Linked DNA regions of Gasterosteus aculeatus: region 1 is linked to region 2. Evidence: chromatin contacts called from public Hi-C data. All regions are on one chromosome and are shown on one strand. The core of a region is the stretch at or near the end of the contact, and the rest is flanking DNA. Distances in the headings are between cores, read along the strand shown. Region 1 overlaps filip1l (filamin A interacting protein 1-like). Region 2 holds the start of filip1l (filamin A interacting protein 1-like).

Region 1 (5,669 bases), core at 57-2,556, 35 kb after region 2:
TGGCTGGCCCGCCTGGGATCAGTTAGCGGCAACACACGGGCCGAGAGCGCACAGCCACAGGGCACGCCGTGCGTTCTACAGACTGATGCGTGGGACTCATTTGCTGTCTTATTGCACCTCACGCATTGCCGCCCGTTCACCAAACATCAGGTCCTGCTGCTGCCCGTCGTTGGTCAGGAAGTCGCTACTTGAGTTGCCTGAATGTTTTCTGCACCACACAGCGTCACCGGCCTCACGGTGTGAATGAGCACGGCACATTTTTGTGAGAACAAATAGAAACACTGATAACTGAGCCATAACCTTTGTGCAAAATCCCTTTAAAATGTGCTGCCCTCGTATGACAATGGATGACGCAGCATCTTAAGACTTTTAAAAAAGATGGATTTAATCATCAGGCATAGCCTGAGACATGTGCGAGTTAGGTGAGAGTGATCTGATAATGAAAGTAAAGACTGAGGCATTGTGAGCGGAACAATGCGCCGCTGATAAAGAGCAATGTGTGTTGGCTTAGTTCACAATTACACTGCTGCATGAAAATCCATTATTCTATTTGCAGAGCCATTAGCTTAAAGCCTCGTTTACACCCACAGGTAGGAACAACCCAACCCTGCTCAGATGTTCTCACAATGTTGGTAGCAGAGAGGAACTCTGTATTAGAGGTGGAAAGTAACATGCAAGTACATGCAATCGAGGACTGCGCATTAGGGATATCATTTTAGGGGTGTTTTGCCTTTATTTTAACTACATTTTAGAGAGAAACGAGTACTTTTATACACTTGCATTTGTATGCCAGAAAAACAAGATATGAGTGTGACCTTTAAAGCTGTTATTTTAGTATTTACTTTTAAATATAACCAGGCTAGCAGGTTCCCTTTGTCGCCTTTCTTTATGCTAAGCTAAATGTGAATACACATGTCACACGTCAAAGACACGTCTTGCATGTCTTGTCTTGTTCAACAGCTCTGGTTTCAATTACAAATCCCCTTGCAAGACTTCTTATTAACTATGAAAGCCAATTCTTTTTTTGCTTCCTCTTTGGTGGAATAAAAGACTTTGACGAGAGGCAGAAGGAAATACTGTAACTCAGTCTCTGCGTCTCTCGTCTCCCACTGCCCTGCCGCCTGAGCAGATATTTCACACATGAGCCACCGTTCCCTCTCCTCCGCTACATCCTTAAGATAAACAATCGCTTCGGGACACTCCCTAAAAAACACCCAGAAGTACACAGGCACAGGTACACACCACGCGAGCAAGCGCAACCCCTTCATGCGAGCCTCTGCGATGCGAAGCTCCATATAAGGGCATGCTGATGATGTAATGGTCCATAGGCAGGGAGCACATCCCTCATTGTTTGGTCTGAGGAATGCCCACATTACGAGCGCTGGGCGCGTGAGACACACACACGGAGGAAGAGTCGAGGGTCGCTGTTGTACGGGAAGATAATGAGCTCGCAGCGGTGAAGAGGGGAAAGCTTTCGGCACAGGTAGGCTTTAAAACTAAACTCTCAACTCCACTTTAAAAAGTACTTCTTTTGATTGGATTGGAGACGCACAGACGCACATGTTCGGCGCAGCATTGTTTCACGCTGCTGTTGTGTGTACTTTGTTCTACTAAGTTTCATACAGTGTGTTTTTAACAGCACTTTTGGCTTACAATTTGTTGTGTAGTTTACGTAAGTTTATTCTCAAACCTTTATCTTTAAATCGACCAGCCAAAGAAGTTTTACACACTTAATGGAATGTTTTTTAAGTCAGCAAAGCGCCAGTAACTCAAAGTATTTACCAAAATCAAGGAAGCTTAAAGTATTTTTAAAACAACATTTTGAAGCACATTTGGGAGTAACTATTCTGACATGAAGTAGATATTCGCTATTTGTACAGTAATTAATCTCACACTTATCGGTAAGAGCGTGTCACATTTTTTCACAACGTTTTTCATACTGACAACTTAGTTTGCACATGAGATACAAAAGTGCAAAGATCATGTGGGAGAGTAAAGTAAAAACACGGTATACCAGGAACAGTACGGGAGACACTACACTAAACATTCTGATCGTACTATATTTAATATCTGGCGTTATGGACTGTCCATTGTTTTTTAGAACGGCACCAAACGGGCATTACAGGTATTTTAAGGTATCGATTACTTTCAGGGGCTTTAATAATTTATAATAAGACAAAATCTTATCTGCTTAACAGTAACAACGTATATTCAGTAAATACTAGTACTAATAAGAATTTAATTAAAAGTCACTTCAAGAACTTGAGTTTAGGGGAAAGAATCATCTATGGTTTTAAAAGAGGATTCCATGTCTTTTACATCAAAGTATTACAAAAGTAAAAAGTATTTGGATTAAAATAAAGTACTGACTTTGCCCCTTCATTTTCCAGCTAGTAATTGTGGGCCACATTTAGTATATAAAGACCCATATATGAATGTATATATATATATATATAATTTTTATATATATCTATATATTTCGTCCATTTTTTCAGGTTAAACGTGTGGGTAACTTTAACTTAGCTAATGATTAGTTTATTCACATGTTTGTATTACTAAAAAGTAGGATATTTTCCTGTGAGATGTAGTGGAGTTGAATTATGAAGCAGCAGAACATGGAAACACTTCAGTAAAGTACGAGTACCTCACAATTGCACAGCACTAAATGTAATTGGTTACTAGCAAACAGCTCCATAATGTTAATGCACAAACACTGTGTCATCTTACTCATTAATAAACGACGGTTTCAGACTCACATCTCGCCACCCTTTGGGAGCGTGACTGTCCCTTAGCCAGATTACCGCCACTATCAGGAAGTTCATAAAAATCAGACTTACATATTTGACACATGTTGATTGCACTCTGGGGGCAAATCACTTAGCCTGTGTGGACTTTACGTACGGTGCACACACTGCATCAATCAGCGCCCGCCCTCCAAACTCCGTCCCACATGTGGGCTTTCCGCCCTCCGTCCACATGTTGAAGCGGAGGTGGCCATGTGTGGATGCGCGGGATATATCGGCCTGTACGTACATGACCTAATCACTTGTGGTTAGGAAATGACATATGGAACGTGTAACACGGTTTTAAGAGGCGGGTGAGCCACAGTTTCCAGCTCAGGGAGCCACGTGACGAGAGGGAAGCCCTCTGTGAAGCTGTGGCTATTTGGGTCTTCCAGACTGTTCCCAAATGGATGTTTATTTTTCTTTCTTTTAACGTCAGTAATGTTAGCAGGCAAACACACGTTTGCAACAAGGAATCAACCCTGTAAAGTTAAGAGATCTCACTTTGGGCCTCTAACTCACCCCGGAAATCTGTGCAACCCTCATTTCGACGACACATTAACGACCCCCGACGGCGGCCATGCATCCGTTTTAAGGGGAAACCACTGCAGGCTGCCGTGGGTGGCCAGGTGCTTGAAATACTGATGGCAGCACTTTACTATTTATTCCTCCAAAACATTGTTCTGTCAAACTTTACGGTTCTCTTAAACACCGTGAGATAAAAAGAGTTGGGACCAAAGAGGACTCTACTGTCCCTCCAACTAAATAACACAAAATGATATCGAACTACAATTAATACCGGTTGCTCTGGGCCAACATTTCCTAGTACATACATCCCAAAGGGCTAGAAGGGAGGTCACTGGTGGAAGGCAGGCAGCGCGATTCGGGCACATGAGTCATGTCGTTTCCTCTCAAAGGATTTGCCTTTAATAGTCCAGAGAGTCCTACTAGACCGGTTTAGGACTTAGAAGCAATTACAACAGAATTTCCCTTCCCTAAAATGGAACTGAATACATTCCTATTTCTATTCTGGCTGATGACATCACTAGAAAAACAGTAAGGACTGAGATAAAAGATTGAATAAACAGTGATTAGAAGCGGCAGGCTTGGAAAGATGTCTGCTTGTTTCACTGAGTCATTTTGTGTTTCTACCTGCACAATCCATTCAAAGAAAATGTCATTTTGCAACACATGCAGGTTCCAGGATAAGGTTCCTTACCCGACGTTGTTATCAAGAGTCCTTGAAAGCTAAGCTGATTGAAATAGTTTATCAACCCTTCAGGCAGCCGTATGTATGCATACCGTTGTAATATTTCATAGTGTTGTTTGTTTGGATCTAATCGCAGCACATGGATGCAGCTACATGTCCACCCCCCCCCCCCGCCGCTCCCCCCCGTTTAGCAGCTACCGGAGTAAGAAGTGACATACTGCTGTGAAGTGACCCACCCTTTCACACTTACGTCATCCCCACAATCCAAGTGTACATGTGGAATAAGTGTATGTGTGTGTGTGGGGGGGGGGAGGGTTCTGTATGAACTCTGTGGGACTGTAATTGCCTTTGAAGCCGGGGGAATTCCTTTAAATGTATAGAAAAAACAAAACAGGGAGGGTGGCTGCTGGTTTTGGTAAGCGGGGAGGAGGGTTGGTAGGAGAGAGGAACCCCTTAATTAAAGGATTGCTTGGTGCCAGCGGGCCATCTGTGTGGAAATGCCTGGCAGCTGAACACACTCAGACATAACGTACCTTCCACAGGGACCGGAGGCATGTGTGCCCTGTTCTGAACCCATCTGCACACTGCAGCTACATGGAATGGCGTGTGCACTGTACCCTGACATAACACGCGTGCTTTGTAACCCATTCGGGTGCAGAAATATTAGATGAAAGCAGTTGTGGAAATATAAATGTCTTTGCTGCTTTCAAAGCGATTTGTAACCGTACAGCCTTTGATTTTTGTAGTGTGTGGTGGTGAATTCGCACATTGTCCTCATCGTTTCAATTGTATTGCTAATCGTATATGGAGAGACCATTTTCAGAGGTCATTGTTGAAATTTGGCAGCCTTTCTTTTCACATTATTTCCCGGAGGACTTGATCGACCACATGTTACACCGTCAAATACTGTGGAAACTGATTATTAAACTCAAGGCCTGATATTTACAGCAGTAACTCAGGTTTCCAAACCATAGGAGAATTAGTTGGCAACAAGGGAACAAAAAGAAATGCAACCACTAGTATTTCGGACTCCAAACCCGAGAAAGTCAAAGTAATATTTTTTATGAGGTGTTAAATTTTCCATGACATAAAAACGTTAGTCCACCTCACAAATGCGGGGAAATAACAGTGTTTATGATGTGTCACTGCTTGGAGACGAGGGCCCAATAGGTAAAGACAGAGGGGGTGTAGAGTTTATTGTGCACCTTTCATATATAAAATAAGCAAATACAAAGTCTGACATTTTACATTTATCCATGGTTTAAATATGTGCTGCTCCAATATTCACTCGAAAGTTAAGAAAATGAATGTAGCTTATAGATTGTATATGAAAGTTTGAATTGTATTGCTCAAAAAACACCTTTGTCTCGTTTGTTTTTTTGCAGGTTGAAGCTGTTAATTGATCAGGATAAGGCCTACCAAGAAAGAAAGGACGACGAGAATCACCAAAAGGTCACAACTCTGAAGGAGGAGCTGACAAAACTCAAGTCGTTTGCGTTGATTGTTGTGGATGAACAGCAGCGTCTCACCGAGCAGCTGAATCAGCAAACGGCGCAGGTCCAGGAGCTGAGTGCCAGTGCGTCACGAGCCCAGGAGGAGCTGAGCTCAGCTAATGCCCGTTTGCAGGAAGAGCAGCAAAAGGTCTTTCGCCTGGAGGCTGAGCTGCGTGACCAAGG
Region 2 (5,949 bases), core at 2,016-4,515:
AATTGCAGTTCAGCAGCAGCGGCGAGAGAAAGACGGAAATTACCTGCAGTTTCTTGAGAAGTTTCTCTGCTCTGATCTTTTCCATAAACTCCAGGTCCGTTTGTGTCAGCTGATAGCCCTTCATCCCCGTCAGCATGGAGTTTGGCTCTTCTGCTTCTGTTGAGCGACAGGAAAAATCCAACTGCTACTTTAACATTACTGTATTTTAAGTCATTTGAAAGGGAGCAGCATATACTAAAATACTGTATTCATTCACTTGGTACCTGGTTTCGTCCCAAAGGCGTTGAAATCAAACGTTGTGTTTTGGTTGTCGTCATCTTGCCCTCGACCGCCAGCCTGCCGGCGAGGACGAGGGAGCCGATTACAACCAGCAAGACAGAGGATGCGACGGAGACGTGCAGGGAGGACACACACACACACACACACACACACACACACACACACACACACACACACACACACACACACACACACACACACACACACACACACACACACACACACACACACACACACACACACACACCTCCGCACTCTGCTGCAGACCCTCGTTGGAGTCTTCGTTACAGAAATCCAGCTGTTTCTTAACACTCATCAAGGGAGGCGTCCTGGGGAGCTGCTTTCCTGAAGGGATGTAGTTGAACGAAAGACGGCCGTCTCTCAGAGTCTCTTCCTCTGACATGGCCGACGTTTGCTTGGCAAGCAACAAGCTGCGGCGTTCTTCTTCTTTGGTGTTCAGCAGCAGCTCCTCCTCCTCCTCCCTTTGCTCGGAACAGGTGGAGTTGCTGTCTTTCAGAAATCACTGCATCATTGTTTTCACCTGAGGACCAATCGCTCCTTTCGACCAGTAGATGGCGACAGATTCTTTCAGTTGAGCACGTCGTTTTAGAAAGTTTTCCCTTTGCACTTGAGATTTTGTTTATTTATCAGGTCACAAAAAAAAGTGAATAAAATGTTACAAGTAAAAAACTATCCACAGTTGAAAGTGAAAAATTACCCTTCATCTTTTTTTAAATAAACTGCCTCAGTCTAATAGTTCCACTACTAGACTGCCACTATAGTACTTCTGCTCCTATTCTGCACATAACATTAAATAGCATTAAAAGTATGTTAACCCAAATAGTGTACTTACATTTCCAGGTTGTTGTTTTACGTGTGTTTCAATAAACGTTGCAAATACTATAATTTAATTACAATGTGCCATTATAAGTCAGTGACTAACCCCGGCGCGCTAAAACAATATGCTTCTCTCGTTAAATGTCAGCATTTCAAACCCTTTATGGGTCAAACCACCAAAAAAACAAACAAATTACAAACACCTCAAACAGCTTCGACAGAGAACACGCTCAAATACAATCAGGACTTTGACTTGTACTTGAGCACTTTCACATTGTTTAACTGTCCCTTTTACTTATTGGAACAACCATAAAACACAATTAAGATGAAAATCTACGACATGACAGTGACATCAGCACACGACGTAGAGGAGAAGCTCGCGCTCGTCCGTGTTCTCGCTTTGGTCCTGCTGCTCCTGGCAGAAGGACAGACGGACAGGTGTGCAGACGCACAGACAGATGGACCCCCGTCTATCTTTAAACTGAACCGCCGGTCCCACATGTCCCTCCAGGAACTCTAGAGGCGAGTGCTGAGTCGTAAATACCTCTGCCTTTAACCGGCCCGCTGCCATGATGCCGAGGGAGGGGGGGGGGGGCGAGAGGTCGGGGGGCGTTGGGGGTCGCAGTGTGTCTGCGCCTTCACTGAAATCACAATTCAGCTGAAAAGAAGAACTGTTTACATGTCAATTTGTCTTCCATAACATCTAAAATGAGCATTTAGGCGATTTCTCCTAGAAGCGCGTGATATCGCCTCATTTGCAACACAGAGTAACATGAAGCTGATCAGACGAAAAATGATTCTCGTGATGTCAATTTTATACTGATATCTATTTTATCAGTTGCGCTTCTTACTTTCCATGTTTATAAATCACCCATTTTCAATAGATGTTCTAATTGTTTTCATCACATTTTTAACCTGGGCTCGTCCAATGTTATGACTTCTGTTCTGGAAATGAAAATTTGAAAATAATTACACACGTCACACATTTAAAGAAAAGAAACATTATGATACCAATAATTACTGTTTTATTAAAAGTTAACACGCTGGGCGGTTTCGTGGTGATTTCTATTAGTTCCACTTTTCTCCCCGTACTGTCTGAGCTGAAACCCAAAGATGTGCAGCCGGGGTCCAATCCTAGCTTAGCAACCGTAACTAGGCAATTCACAGCTGCTCAGACGGGCAGCGGACAGGTCGTGAGAGGCACCGATGGAGGAGGTGAGTGAGGACAGACACAGGCGTCCACACTCACCGGAGGAATAAGGAGTTTGGTACAGAGAGTTGGCATTGTTCGCATTTTTAACTGCAAGATGTAGGCTTGCAAAGCATAATAATAACAATAATAATATCTTATATAGTATATTCTATCAGCTGAGGGGGTCCAGGAGGAGAGCCAATGACAGCTGAAGGATTCTGGAGTCACATTCACACACTCGTCATTCCTTATTTGGTCACCTTGGTCTGATATTTTTTATTGTCCAAAAAAAACAGAATCCTTTACAAGCAGTTTATTTAAGCTCTGCGTGCCCTCTGGAGCTGAACAATGCCCGTGATTCCACAGTGGCTGTGATGTCGGAAGGGCGCTGCCTGTGACTCATCAGTCTCTGACTGCATCACAAAGTACGGTGAGATGCACGGTACATTTCTCTGGTGCAGCCCCACCCCACAACCAGGAGGAAAGAAAGAGGAGCTCCACAGATGCTACGCACCTCGGGGAGAAGTACTACGTGTGATCGCCTCGGGTGATGTCACTTGAGTCAGCAAGGAACATGGAACTAATCTGGGGCAGTGGGGTCAGAAGTATCTGCTGGATTGTTACTTCAACTGGCTTCACACACCAAAGTATTTTTGCATTGTGGGTAAAGAAGGTGCCATGTTTAATGTTCCAAGTAGCAGTGAAATGCATCCGATGAGTTTCTCCGATATAATTTATTATGTGACACATCATATTGAATGCTAGTAAACTGAACGCATGACGGAGCAGTTTTAGGGGCCATTTTTTCTTTATTTTCCCCACCAACAACTGAAAAAAAAGAGCCCTCACCCCCCCCCCCTCCCCGCTCTGTCCTCAGGGACAGTCACAGACTTGCAAGGGCTCAGGCTGCTGTCAAGTGCCATATGGTACCATCAACGCTCCATGTGCATGCGTCCCAGTGTGTGTCTGTGTGTGTGTGTCGGAGAAGGGGAGCAGCTCAAGGTGTCAGAAGGGAGGGTGGTTTAAATTTAACTGCTACGGAGCTGAAACACACACACGCACACACACACATACACAGCAGGTCCACCGCTCTGTCAGCACACGCTCCTCTCCTTCTCCTCCAGCTCATCAGACCACCTGGATTGTACGAGAGGCCGGCGGGGGACGCAAACGAAATAGAGAGAAACCCGTCGTGGAAGAGAGGCGAGCACTGAGGAAAACGCTCCGTCGGAGGCGGCGGGTTGGAGACGCGGCTGGTGGCACCGCAGAGGCACGACAGCGCGGCGGGCTGAAGCTTCGCTGTGAGAGGTAAGACCGGAGCGTTGCTTTGGGAGGCTGTGCGTGGCCGAGGATGTGTGTGTGTGTGTTTGTGCTCAGACCCCCACAGAGTCCCATGTTCGCTTCCTGAGGCAAACATGCAAAAGGTTGCATCCATGTGCGTTGAAGGTTAGTCATTTTAGAGAATCACATGAAAAACAAATCACTGTGGTTTAGTTTGTGATTATTGCTTTTTTGGGGACTATATGTTATTTTTCTGTTTGTCTTTATGAACAATATCTTACAGTACAGATGCACGGAGATGTTGTGTGGATATACAGAACACTAAGTGAGTGCTAAGTAATCTGCCTTCTGGCAGCTTTTCTGCAAGGTTGTCTCTAATTAGAGAGAGAGGGAGATTAGACACCAGAACAGAGAGACTACAGGAGGCTCTGGGGGGTCACAGGGAATGTCTGTTGATCTTATTTTAATCCAACTGGATTAGATTTGCTGTAATTGTCTTGAATATATTCGGCTAGAAGACAAAAGATCCAAACAAAAGAGTCTATTGGTGTTTTATTTGCACATGGCGCTGTGCCGATGAAAGCACCCTCGCTGAGCAGTTTAAACACGATAGGGACGCGGCCCGCGGCCAATCTGCCCACCACATCAAAGCCGAGGTGACGATTCACCGACCCTCTCCCGGCTGGACGGGTGGAGCGGCTGCAGCCAGGGAACTTCCCAAAGGGCAGCGCGACAGCTTCCACGTGCAGGGAGGGACTGGGTCAAGTTACCAGGCCGGCACTTGTGTCTCAGTTTGGAAAAGCACTCTCAGTAAACTGGGACGCAGGCGTTTTCTCCGCCTTTGCTTGACGTGTTCAATGTGTTCGGCCATGATGTGTCATCGGCAGCCATTCAGGATGACGGTTCCTCAATGCACGAGGAGACACCCCAGCCCGCTCTAGCTTTAAAAGGCTCTGGTTTGGCCTGTGACTGGAAGTGACAGGTTAATCTGTCTAAGTGCGTATCATAGCGGGCGCAGCCTTCTGCTGGTCCTAATCTGCCGTGAGCCAACAACACGGCGGCTGACAAACTGATGGATCAGCAGGTTTAGAGGGAATGGTGCCTGGCCACGGAGGCTCAAATGTGACGTTTGTGGTCGCTAAACATGACCGGGACTCAGTGACTTTCACACCAATATAACCTCCACACATCATTTAGATAAAACCATTCTCAGTGTTGTATTTGTATGCTTTCATGTTCTGCAGCAGAGCACATTGCTGCAGACTCCTTTTGTTTCAGCCTGATTGACAGTTTGAGGGTAGTGGGGCAGAGACACGAATGAAGGCCTCCTGGCACCTTGAGCTCAGCAGCTGCAAGTCGGATTAGAAGATCCGGCTCTGAGGATTCATCAGGTTTGATGCATTAATGGGGAGAACCTGGTGCCGGCGGGTAGAATGTGTGTGTGAACGAGTCAAAGCAAATCTCTTCTCGTTTAACCCGTTAAAAAACGTGAACAAGCCTCATCCTCATGGCCGTAATCTCGGTCACTGGTAGAATTCCCAAAACTTCTCGTAGAGACCGACTTTTTTACTTTACTTTCTCACGGTTTATTGCTCTCGTATTCCCATCATATGTTGACAGAGCATCCAGAAACATGCTCCACAAAACAGTCACATGATACGAGGAGGGCAGAAGCCAAGGGTTGTAACTGTCATTCCGCAACGGCCCCTCGTAACCACCCGCGGCCTCCACGAGTGCCATTAGAGAATAAATGTGCACCTTTATTCACAAACACGTCATTGAGGGATCGGCTGAATATAAAGAAAAAGAGACCAAAAAGCTCTCAAACGGCAGGTTGATTGAAATGTTTAGATGTAGAAATATTGAATAGCGTTTGTCTTGTTAGTTATTATACTCTTAAATAACTACAAAAAGGGCCACAAAACGACATTACTATGAAGTGCTTTCAAACAAAAAATACTTCAAATATACATTAGTATAATAATTTGGACAGCAGCAAACTAAATCCACATGACCCTCCGACAGATCTGGACCACACGATTCAAAATACCAAAAAATCGGTAACTGCAGCAAGTTATTATAATTACAGTTAAAAAACACACTCATCTGTTGCTCGGAGAGAAAACGTGTTGAATGCATCGAACAGCCCTTCCTCTCTGGTGAGGTCACCCAGTGTAAGAGCAGCGATGACGGAGGGACACGTGGTGTTTGGCTGCAGGAACAGTGGCTGGTTTGAGTCCCGAGGATCCTGTTTCTCTCGCAGGATACCAGCGGCTCACAGCTCTGGGAAAAGAGCCCTATATATACCCAGAGAGAAACGCACTATGTTCTCCCGTATTAGTCTCTCCCAGTTTGATGTG

Evidence for each region. A called contact is a pair of places that touch in the nucleus more often than the background predicts.
Region 1: a Hi-C map of blood and trunk muscle shows a contact between it and region 2, with 1.9 times the contacts expected there. The contact joins the enhancer-like site here to the promoter of filip1l in region 2. A contact is called at or near these places in 4 of 6 Hi-C or Micro-C datasets (blood and trunk muscle, skeletal muscle, tail fin and 1 more).

Annotation. Positions count from the first base shown.
Region 1 is chr1:27,533,250-27,538,918 of fGasAcu3.hap1.1, forward strand. It overlaps filip1l (filamin A interacting protein 1-like), which reads left to right. Exons shown (of 6, transcript XM_040198105.2): 5 at 5,379-5,669. Among protein-coding and RNA genes, the nearest start is that of ect2l, 18 kb to the right of the region's middle. Within about 2 kb of position 1,307, at least 6 of the 9 cell types and tissues checked have open chromatin away from gene starts, as enhancers often do.
Region 2 is chr1:27,496,629-27,502,577 of fGasAcu3.hap1.1, forward strand. It overlaps filip1l (filamin A interacting protein 1-like), which reads left to right and starts at 3,266. Exons shown (of 6, transcript XM_040198105.2): 1 at 3,266-3,616. It overlaps LOC120835220, which reads right to left and starts at 2,469. Exons shown (of 8, transcript XM_040204372.2): 1 at 527-2,469; 2 at 264-336; 3 at 44-156. The coding sequence starts at 682.